3 separate regions of the Mus musculus genome follow, and all the other regions are linked to region 2. Evidence: chromatin contacts called from public HiChIP or PLAC-seq data. All regions are on one chromosome and are shown on one strand. The core of a region is the stretch at or near the end of the contact, and the rest is flanking DNA. Distances in the headings are between cores, read along the strand shown. Region 1 overlaps Vps41 (VPS41 HOPS complex subunit). Region 2 holds the start of Rala (v-ral simian leukemia viral oncogene A (ras related)). Region 3 overlaps Vps41 (VPS41 HOPS complex subunit).

Evidence for each region. HiChIP or PLAC-seq counts read pairs in DNA pulled down with a chosen protein or histone mark.
Region 1: a contact with region 2 is called in an H3K27ac HiChIP or PLAC-seq map of embryonic stem cells, with 7 times the contacts expected there. The contact joins the enhancer-like site here to the promoter of Rala in region 2. A contact is called at or near these places in 1 of 39 promoter capture datasets (embryonic stem cells), 1 of 484 Hi-C or Micro-C datasets (olfactory sensory neurons), 12 of 115 datasets of contacts at active chromatin or transcription factors (astrocytes, cardiomyocytes, differentiating embryonic stem cells and 7 more) and 1 of 9 other capture datasets (liver).
Region 3: an H3K4me3 HiChIP or PLAC-seq map of stem cell-derived neural progenitor cells shows a contact between it and region 2, with 5 times the contacts expected there. The contact joins the enhancer-like site here to the promoter of Rala in region 2. A contact is called at or near these places in 6 of 115 datasets of contacts at active chromatin or transcription factors (astrocytes, embryonic forebrain, embryonic hindbrain and 3 more).

Annotation. Positions count from the first base shown.
Region 1 is chr13:18,809,429-18,812,782 of GRCm38.p6, reverse strand. It overlaps Vps41 (VPS41 HOPS complex subunit), which reads right to left. Exons shown (of 29, transcript NM_172120.4): 8 at 2,232-2,351; 9 at 1,070-1,216. Among named protein-coding and RNA genes, the nearest start is that of Vps41, 94 kb to the right of the region's middle. Within about 2 kb of position 1,627, at least 27 of the 459 cell types and tissues checked have an H3K27ac peak or open chromatin away from gene starts, as enhancers often do. A contact at or near this core is called in embryonic forebrain, embryonic stem cells, forebrain and 1 more, where this site is marked.
Region 2 is chr13:17,942,811-17,946,266 of GRCm38.p6, reverse strand. It overlaps Rala (v-ral simian leukemia viral oncogene A (ras related)), which reads left to right and starts at 2,050. Exons shown (of 5, transcript NM_019491.5): 1 at 2,050-2,250.
Region 3 is chr13:18,855,291-18,858,388 of GRCm38.p6, reverse strand. The region is part of intron 25 of Vps41 (VPS41 HOPS complex subunit); the gene reads right to left. Among named protein-coding and RNA genes, the nearest start is that of Amph, 92 kb to the left of the region's middle. Within about 2 kb of position 1,773, at least 54 of the 459 cell types and tissues checked have an H3K27ac peak or open chromatin away from gene starts, as enhancers often do. A contact at or near this core is called in forebrain and stem cell-derived neural progenitor cells, where this site is marked.

The sequences.
Region 1 (3,354 bases), core at 378-2,877, 870 kb before region 2:
AGGCTCAATGACTAGATATATAAAGCTGCCAGATCAATGGTTAGATGTTTTATCTTTTTGTCTGATTCCTTCTTTAATGCACATGTCTAAATTTGTCTTCAGCACAGGAGCAACCGGGTGAAGGGCTCAGAGAATACTTTTCTAATGTGTGACAAAAACGCATGGCTGCAGACAACTGAAGATCCACAACTATGGGACTGGCTGCTTTTCTCCCTAATTGCTTCTGGACATCTGTCTCCTCTTTACTTCCCCCAGCTGCCTTCTCTTTCCGGTGAACTTCTGAGTTTATAAGAGCCCTACTCTCCCTTCCGGCCCCTCGCTTACTAAGGAAATTATTGAATCATCTCAGGAAAATATCTCACAATGCCAATCACGTTATGAACAACGAGCCAGGGCCTCTATGCCATTGAATTATAAACAACGAGCCAGGGCCTCTATGCCACTGAATTATGAAATATGCAGGTGACTTAGGTTTACCCTCAGCTCACGGCCATGAAAAACTCAAATGAGCCGAACGATCAAAACTAAAGACAAAGAAAGGATGATATGAAGATCAACACCTTTGACTAAGCCACCAAAATCAACCACACGTTCCATAAACAGCCAAGGAACTGCGGTGGGATCATGGGAAACTAAAACAGAACTCAACAAATACAGCATCATTCTGAGAACAGAAAAGGGCAATTAGTTTGCCCATCATAGAAAAGGAAAGCACAGCTGGGCGTGGTGGCGCACGCCTTTGATCCCAGTACTCGGGAGGCAGAGGCAGGTGGATTTCTGAGTTCAAGGCCAGCCTGGTCTATAGAGTGAGTTCCAGGACAGCCAGGGCTACACAGAGAAACCCTGTCTCGAAAAACCAAACCAAACCAAACAAAAAACAAAAAACAAAAAACAAAAAAAAAAAAAAAGAAAAGGAAAGCACATCTTAAAGTCTGTACTTGTAAAATAAAGTGGTGCTTCATCCTAGCACCACAGTGTTCAGATGAAAATATCAGGTTTGCCAGAAACCAGTCATGAGTACAATAAATCTGTAATGATTTGGATTTAATAGAAAGACCAAGTAAACGACCTTGATGGAAGTTCCCCAGCCAATAATGAGTGTCACATTGTCCTTCCAGCAGAGGCTGCAGGGGTACATGTCTGGGCGAAGACTTATGTCATCTCGGGGCACATTGCTGATTCTTTGCTTTGAGGTGATGTCAAAAACCTTCACACCCTACAAACCAAAGCAACATTAAATTAAGTGTCTTGTATCTCAGAGAGGGATCGAGCAAAGCAAGACGTGTCGCACTCAAACCCATAACGCTGTTCACTGGGCACGCCCAGGAGCCATACAAGGCCATGGACTTTCTTTATACAAACCCTTTGAGAACCAAAGCTGCAAGGCTCCTTTCTGGACAAAGGCTGTTATTAGTGGAGGGCGTAAGTAACACAAATCCAGCACAAACATGTTTTGCACAGAGACACCAAGTTTGCTTTCAACCTGATAGGTGGCGAGCATTTCTAAAGGAATTCTTCGGAAAGAGAATGAGTTTTAGTTTTTCAGAAAGCTTTGGGTCTGAAAACCCATCCATTCAAAGACAACATGTGACCCTTCAGAGTGCTCAATGGAACCTTCAAGTGCCTCTGGCTGATCAGGAGCCTGGAGACTGGCTGTTGTGAGGACAATCCCAGCAGCAGGGTTGAACTGAGACAATGTCAACTCTTTCTGACCAAATGCAACTGATTTTCTCAGCTACGTGTTGAAATTTCAGAAAACATGACAGATATGAAAAAGACTACTCTTTAAACTTCCTCCAAGCCCCACTTTACATAAAATAAACTTTAAGTGCAATACTGAGAGTACAATACACTTTTCAAATGACAGGCCCATGATTATACCTGGAGTAAAGAGGAAGTCACAACTTGCTTCTCTCAGTGCTCATGAGCGCCGGGTGAATGGCATTTCCAGAGCACATGCCTGAAGCAGCCCTGCAATGATTAAGGTGGCTTTTCATTTTCTTCGTTGCTCTGTGCCTCACTTTCTTCCTCTAAAGAGATTTTAGTCCACAATGTGTTGGGAATTGCTGTAGTATGAAAACCCAGGCGATCTGACTTCCTTAAGCTGAGGTGTGGTATCAATCACCCATACCTATCAGAATTCTAACTCCACCGAGTCTCTGTCCTGCCCTTTCCATCTGGCAATCTGCTGCCACTGTGCAAGTGCTAGAGAGACAGACAAGTGCCTTTACCATATTGTTGGCCCAAGCAATCAGATGGCCTCTCCACTTCACACTCCTTATGTTTCCTTCCCCTTCGTGTAGCACAGAAGACTTCCATCTGTTCATCCAGGTCCGTTCAAACAGCAGCAGCTGAGGACACAGCAAAACACAGGCTTTCAGGTCTCCAGAGTCACACAGAAGATCCTTCACTCATCCTCTCTGCCTGTCAGTGTTACCAAGTGACAAACAAGCCGCTCTCAGTATTTTTTTATGCTTATTTTAAATAGATACCCTCGTTTTGGAAACAATCCCCTACATATCTTGAACTGCCTGAATTCCTATTTAAATTAGACGAGCACTGAGGATATGACAAGTCTCAGCCACAAGATGGCACCAAAACACCACGACTCGGGGCAAACAATGCCTTAGTGAATCCAGCTTCAGGACGGCTTTTCAACTGGGAACTAATTAACTGTGTAAACCGGGAAATCAGAACCTTTTAAGTTTCTCACTGACAAAGAGAGTCATCACAGGTTCAACTGCTTTAGTTGGAAGCGAGCATCTTTTTTTTTTTTTATTTAATCCAAAGCAAATAATGTGACATTATCTTTTTAACAGTAAATCAAATCACAAAGTATGAACCATTTGCTTTAAGATTTGGGATCTTTACATTTTCCACAGTAGCTAGACACTATATAAAGATTAGAATCTATTGTGAAGTCCCACTGACTATTTTAAAATAAAATATAACTGGTCAAAACTCCTTAATTCTGAAGAAGACACAGGTCTGATAATTCATCCACTGAGAACATATTCTTCTTGATATACTCAACTTCAACTCTTTAAGCAGTGCCACCTATAGCATGTATCGCTGAAAGCACAACAACCAGACGTATGTGTGTTACTGCTGTCTGCTACACTGAGGACAGAGGCTGAGAGAGGTCTGGGGTGAGGCGGAGATGAGCTTCACTATTGTCGGCCTAGAATGCTGGTGTAGATAGAGTTCTTGGTCTACTATCCCTCTGCCATCATACTCTAGGATTGTTGGCAGGTGCCACCATTCCTGGCAAGAGAATTTTTAAAATTCCTTTCAGTTTACCTCAGTGTTTTGTGTATCTACTACCAGGCCCTAAGTATAAGGGAGGAAACATCA
Region 2 (3,456 bases), core at 801-3,300:
TTTGTAACATATTACATAGTTTATTGTAAGAATTCACTCAAAAATTAAGGATACAAGTTTCTGAATATAATGAAGCTAACTTATTGACCATATTCATTGTTTAGGCCTTTTTTTCTTTTTTACAGTAAGAGGCCATTTTTCAATCTGTGTTTTGGATTTCAGTTCCCCCTGCCTCTTGAGACCTCCACACATCAGTTATTTGTTCATATCTTCATGTAGACCACTAGGTACTAGAATAATATTAGAATGGCTATGGACAGTGAGATTAATACAGTATTTTAAAATTTTCTCTTAAGTAAAGCAGAAAGGAGAAAAAGTTTTGAAATTGTGCTCAATGAAGTGAGACTGCATCTGCTTGAAAGTGGCAATATAAACCTATGGCATATCTAACTTCAGCTCGTCCTGCCCACTCCAGAACTTGGAACCCAGCACACAGCAACTACCACTAGATAACACCATTTCACTTCAGACTAAAGAAACCCTTTTCCTGTAACCTATGTCCATCCTTCTTCGCCTCTTCAGTAAAGTACACCTTTCCGCAATCGAGCTATAGCTCTAGGAGCAAGAGTGTTTGGTGGCTAGGTATGAAACTCAGGGTTCTAGCCCCAGCAAAACCAGACTTGATGGTGCAAGTCTCTATTACCAGCACTTGGGAGATGGAGTTAGGTGAGTCTGAAGTTCAAGGTCACCCCCCAGTTACATGGCCAGGACAAAACCACATACACAAAGTACACTTTTATCCTGCATCTTTCCAAAAACAAAACATTGACTTCCAATTCTCTTACCCTCCAGCTGCCCAGCAAACAATTCTTATTTGGCTTATGATGCTTATATGGCTTCATCATCTGGGAATCATCTTTTGGTTGGTTACTGGCACTATTAAAAATACCTTTCTCTTTCCTCTTCTGCAATAGTTCACTGTCTACTCTATGTTTGCTATACTGCCCAACTCCCCCATTAATCGGTCCTCCATTTATAAACTGCTTAAAATTTGATGTATCCAGCCATTCTACTTCCAGAATTTAATAGACACAAAAGCCAGCCATGACTTGACTCCTGTCTCCTTCTGTAGCCTCATCTTTCTCATCAGCTCTTGTAGAACTTTTAAGACAGATAAGTGGCACTCAGCCTTCTCCATGAACCACTGATCCCTGTTCTGCGGGGACTCCCTTTATTTGGATCCACATTTACCATCGTCTTTTTGTACTGGAAAAAAGATCATACTTAAGTTTAAAACTCTAACCTATTGTTAGTAAAGTTATCAAGTCTTCCCTCCATTCATACTTCCAAACGCCAAGTACTAGGTTTCTAGACTGCAAACTTGATTGAGTGTACATTCATTCCTTTAAGTAGTCATGCCAACCAACCAAGCCGTTGGTTCTTCATTTGGGGCCAAAGGAAATGAGAATTTTAAAGTCCAGGGAAGAACGTGTGGCCGCTAACAGACACTAGGCAAACTATCTCGAACTTGTGGGCAGTTTTAAAGAAAACAACCGATTCAGTTTAACTACTAATTTAAGACATTAGTGTGTTACGGAGCCGTCGCCTTATCTCAGTGCCAAATCTAGTGTCGAAGGGTCTACTCCAAAAGGAACCCGAAGCCCATATGCTGAGGCCAGTTCTCCACTCGGTCAGCTACCGAGACCCTCCAACCAGGACAAGCGACCAATCCACCAACTCGGACTTGATCTGCGACAAACCACGTTGCAGGCTACACACTGGAAAACTCTTGCAAGAGAACCTAGCAGCCCCCAGAAGCAAGATGGCGGCCTCCCCCTCCCCTTCTTTCTCCAGGAACCCCTCCATGTCCGGGGAAGACGAAAACACCGCGACACGGGAATCCCGGCACGGCCTTGGGGGGGGGGGGCGGGCTACGCCTCGCGAACCCGGGGACTCGCCGTGGGTCCACCGGGAGGCTGTACCACTGCGCCTCCCCCGCGCCCGTAGAGCCTTTGTTCGCAGTCGCCATGGAGTACTCGGCCCCACGGCCAGGAAGTGCGGCCTGGCGCCCCGCCCCGCTGGCCCGCGCCCCGGAAGTGATCTGCGGCGGCTGCTGCAGAGCGGCCGGGAGGAGGGTGGGTCTCCCTAGAGCGGAGCGCCGGAGTCCTCCTCCTCCGCCGCCGCCCAGGCCGCCGCCGCTGCCGCCGCCCTCCGGACTCCTCTTGCCGCGCCCCGCGCGGAACTCCGAGCGCGGTCCGATCGGCGCAGCCGAGGCCCAAGAGCCCGCGGGTCGAGCGGCTCGCGGTGCAGGTGAGAGCTCGCCGGCCGGGGAGGCCGGGCCGCGGCGGGGGTGTGTCCGACGGGCCGGGCCCGCGGCCGCCGAGATTGCACGTCCCGCCTGCCGCCTGGGCTGGGACCCGACTGCGCCCCGACAGCGGGCGGCGTCTCCGGAAGGTCACCTGTATAGCGCCGGTGGCTCCCAGGGCTGTGCCCGGGCGGTGCCCGCGACCTGGGGCCGCCGCCGCCGCCGCCGCAGTCCCTGCGCCGCACTCCACCCCGACCTCCCTCGCTTTCAAGCCACTCTGCCGGTACAGAGCGGCTGCTTTTCGAGCTTCTCTGCCAGTGTTTGGAAGGAATGGCGTTTTCAGACTAAAGTCTTTAGACGCGTCCAGCTGAATGCTCGAAGGCTCTTCTAGTACAGGTTTAGCCTTTAGAAGAGGAAGGGAATGTAGGCATTGTGTGATGGGGGTATCTTCCGCGTTCGGTGCCTGAAAGATGTCAAGGAGTAGAAGATACGATTTGTGTGCTTTACTTGGGCATTCGTGTGTTGGAGTGGGCGGGCGTGGTGGCGCTGAGGTGGTTGTGTTGTCGGGAGACTTAGGAGGAATTAAAGAATTTACTGGCCTTTGCATGGAAACCAGAACGTCCAGACTTGTGAGAGCTCATCTGAGTGTCTTTGAGCTACTGTGAGAACTCTGGTGCCACGCCCTACCTGTCAAGCCAGGAAGCACACAATTTACAAACAGTTTGGGTACGTGTGCCGGGAGAACCTTTATTTCTGTAAATTCTTTTCCTGTAAATAAATTACAGCTTTAATCACGTTCCCAAAATTGACTAACAGATTTATTACTCACAGTGTAGAAGGCATTCCCTTTGGCTTATGCTTGTTAATATGTACTATTACCTATGCTGTTTGTATCTGTTGATACAATATTCTTATAAATGACTCCTGTGACCCTTAAGATGTTTCTACGGCTCAGTTGTTTTCAGAGGAGGAGCCTTTTCATCTTCTCTGTTACCACGTAAAGTGCTCAGAACTCCCCACATTTCTTCACTGAATGGATGTGAATGTGTACAGTTGATGGAAAAGTCACTTTCCAGAAGCGATTGACTGTGGCTGGTACTTGCATACCAAGCAAAAGGTACTAGATTCCATCTCTAGCAAGGCCTCCAAACAATTTTGTTAAGAGCACAGTTTTGTTACTTTGGGATTCTTGGAACATGAAAATTTTGCAT
Region 3 (3,098 bases), core at 524-3,023, 910 kb before region 2:
CTCAACTTGCCGGCCTTGCCTTATTCACTTTGCATGTCCTTAGAATGCAACTGGCTGCCAGCTGCCTAGCATCCGAGCCCCATGGCTCTCCTCACTGCAGCCTGGCCATGGCCACTTCACTCTTGCTGGATTATTATTACCAAACGTGACTAAGCCCAGACAGAAAAAATAAAGGGAAAGATAACTATTTAAGAACTAAATGAATCAAGGAAGCGATGGCTGGCTGGTACAAGCCACCTGCATCACTCAAATGTCGTGATAAGATCAAACTGAAATAATATGTAAAGAAAGAAATCCATTTGGTCTTAAAAGCTTATTTTAGGAATTTGAGAGTTTAAAATCCATCTTAGGAAAAATACAGAAAGGTTAGATAATTAAAAGTGAAAAAGAAATTTGTCCCTCCTCTAAAAAACGATGAACAAGAAAGTCATCCATTTCTGTAAACTGATTTGTGTTTTCAATTCTAAGTAGAAAACTACTGGGGAGCTACAGCAGCAAGGCTGAGAAGAGGGAAATACCTTTGCAGATCTGCAGAGGGCTGCGTGCCATGGGGGAAGAGGACTCATTCCACATCACTTGCTGACATGCACAGGGCCAGGCCTCTGCTTACAACAGGCACTCAGAGGTACAGTCCAGGGCTGGGTCCCTGTGCCTCCTGCCTCTTTAGGAACAAGTTCAAACCGGCTGCCTGTCTTTCTCCAGAGGTGTAGTCATGAGGGAAAAGCCAGGAAGTGGTTCTCATTGGCCGAGCTTTGAGGGATTATGTCTTAGAGTTGATGCAGTCCTGGATGAAAATGGTCTGGCATTTCCTCTGCTGGCCTGAATTTAAAACTAGTTCAGTATCGTACCATACCAATATGTCATTAACCTTCTGAAGTCTCAGTCTTCTACTCTGAGCAATGGGGCTAATGATAATTTTAGACCCATTATGGACCTAAAATGTCTGTCAAAAACAAAGTGGTTAGTGACAAAGCACTGATTTCCATTTCCCTAATACCCTCAGTATCTGAGGGTGTGAACATGCTCAATTCTGTTACCTTTCAGAGCTGTCAGGTTATAAAGTATGAAAAGGTCACATGGCAAAAGCTGCCGGAGTTTCCCATAACTACTCTCCTCTCAGTTAACTGCTGACCCGCAGTATCTCTCACGCCTTAAAGAACTCTAGGTCCTCAATGCACAGTCTGTTTGAGAAGGAGACTGAGACAGTACACAGCAGCACACCTGACCTCTGTGTGAAGACTCTTCATATCATGCTTTATATCACACACAGCATCCTTGGAAACTCATAGGTCTGTAATATCACCCTCAAACTTGGGGGATCTATGGGGTTGAACTCTTATTATTAATGAGAACATAAATTATAGCTTTATGAAACAAACAAAGACCCATACAATGAAATAAAAGTATGTCTGTCAGGGAACAGCAAAAGGCTCCAGAGACCTGGGATATTTTTACATGATCCCCCAAAAGGTTGCTTAGGCAAGTAGATAAATAAATGGCTACTAATAAAAATTAACAGTCAACATACACGGGGAGGAAGATGGTGGGAGGGAGGGAAGGAGAGGGAGAGGGACAGGGAGAAGGAGAGGGAGAGGGGGAAGAGAGAGGGAGGGGGAGGGAGAGGGGGGAGGGAGAATGGAGAGGGAGAGGGGGCAGGGGGAGGGGAGTGGGAGAAGGAGAGGGGGGCAGGGAGAGTGGGGCATGGAGAGGGAGGGGGTAGGGGGAGGGAGAGGGAGCAGCGGGTCAGCACTAGTGTGGTTTCCCTGGCTCTGCCCTTCCCTCTCCCACCCTTTTCCTCTGAGTAGTAGTTTTTCTACCCAGTGGCTGATGAGTAACAATGGCTCTCTGAACCCATTGGTAAACAAATTCTGGGTCTCTTAAAATCAGCACCCAACTGCATATTTACAGAACTAAGGAAAAGCTCACTATATATTTGTAATTAAGAAGATACTGGTACTATTTTAGAGGACCATTTTTATGTTAAACATTTGTTTTGTATCTAATGCTTTGTATTTCGGCTGGCTCAGCACTATGCAAATTTGTTCATAGAAGTGAATGAATAGTGAGACTGCAGCAGGGCGTGTGAGCTCCCATAGAAGAGCAGAGTGAGGGACATGCCAGCTGCCTTTGCTGGCATCAGCGTCGAAGGGAGGGACTGGCAACACAAGCATGGTTTCACCCCAAAAGCCCGGCTCTAAGCACCAGTCTAACCATCCTACTATCATATACAGATGCTACCCTAGCCTCAGACACTGCCGTACGTTTAGACTTGCTGTCTCAAGCATATTCTGCTATATACCTCCCTCAGTAAGAAAGGGCCCACAAAGCACAGGACACTGTCAGTCTCACTCACAGGGGATTAAGGGCATTACAAGGTTGGCTATGGCACCATTTCCCCCAAAGCGGATTTCCAAGCCTGAGATGTTCTGCATACCTAGGGAACGGCATAAAGTAGGCACTTCTCTGATCCCTGCTCCTCCCTATTGGCCAGTTCTTAGATTCTTGTTCTCTTTCCCTTTTTCTTTCTCCCTCAGATCATATCCCTAGGATTATCTGAAACCCTCCAAAGGCTTTGGCATAACTACCAGCCTAAGATTAGGCCTCAGTTCTCTGGCACATACTTCTTAGGTAATCCCATCCCCTACATAGTGCTTCCAAGTGAAGGTTCTGGACTGTCTACCCCAGTCTACAGAAAGAAACCTTCTCCTTTCACGCTGTGCCTTGCAGTCACACCACAGTTCCCCGAGGACCACGAGGATGCTGACATCTCCTCTGTAGTCCCCTTGTCTGCACCAGCCATTTCTTAGAGTCCGTTTGGTTAATTCCACAGGTCCAAGCTTCTCAATTTCTCACCTAACTCAACTCTGACCACCTCTATCCCCACCCCACTTTTGAATACCTTCACTACAGCTATGAGGATGTTATCTGTCCTGCAGGTTGTCTCGCTGATTCTTGGTGCATCATCCTGAGTTCAGCAGGCCGTCCTTTACCTTGCACCCTTCACAGTGACTAGCAATCTGATCTGATTTATCTACATCATAATGTTCTTCTTACAACCTGTATATTGTCTCTAGGAAAGCAAGTTCATCTATTACAGC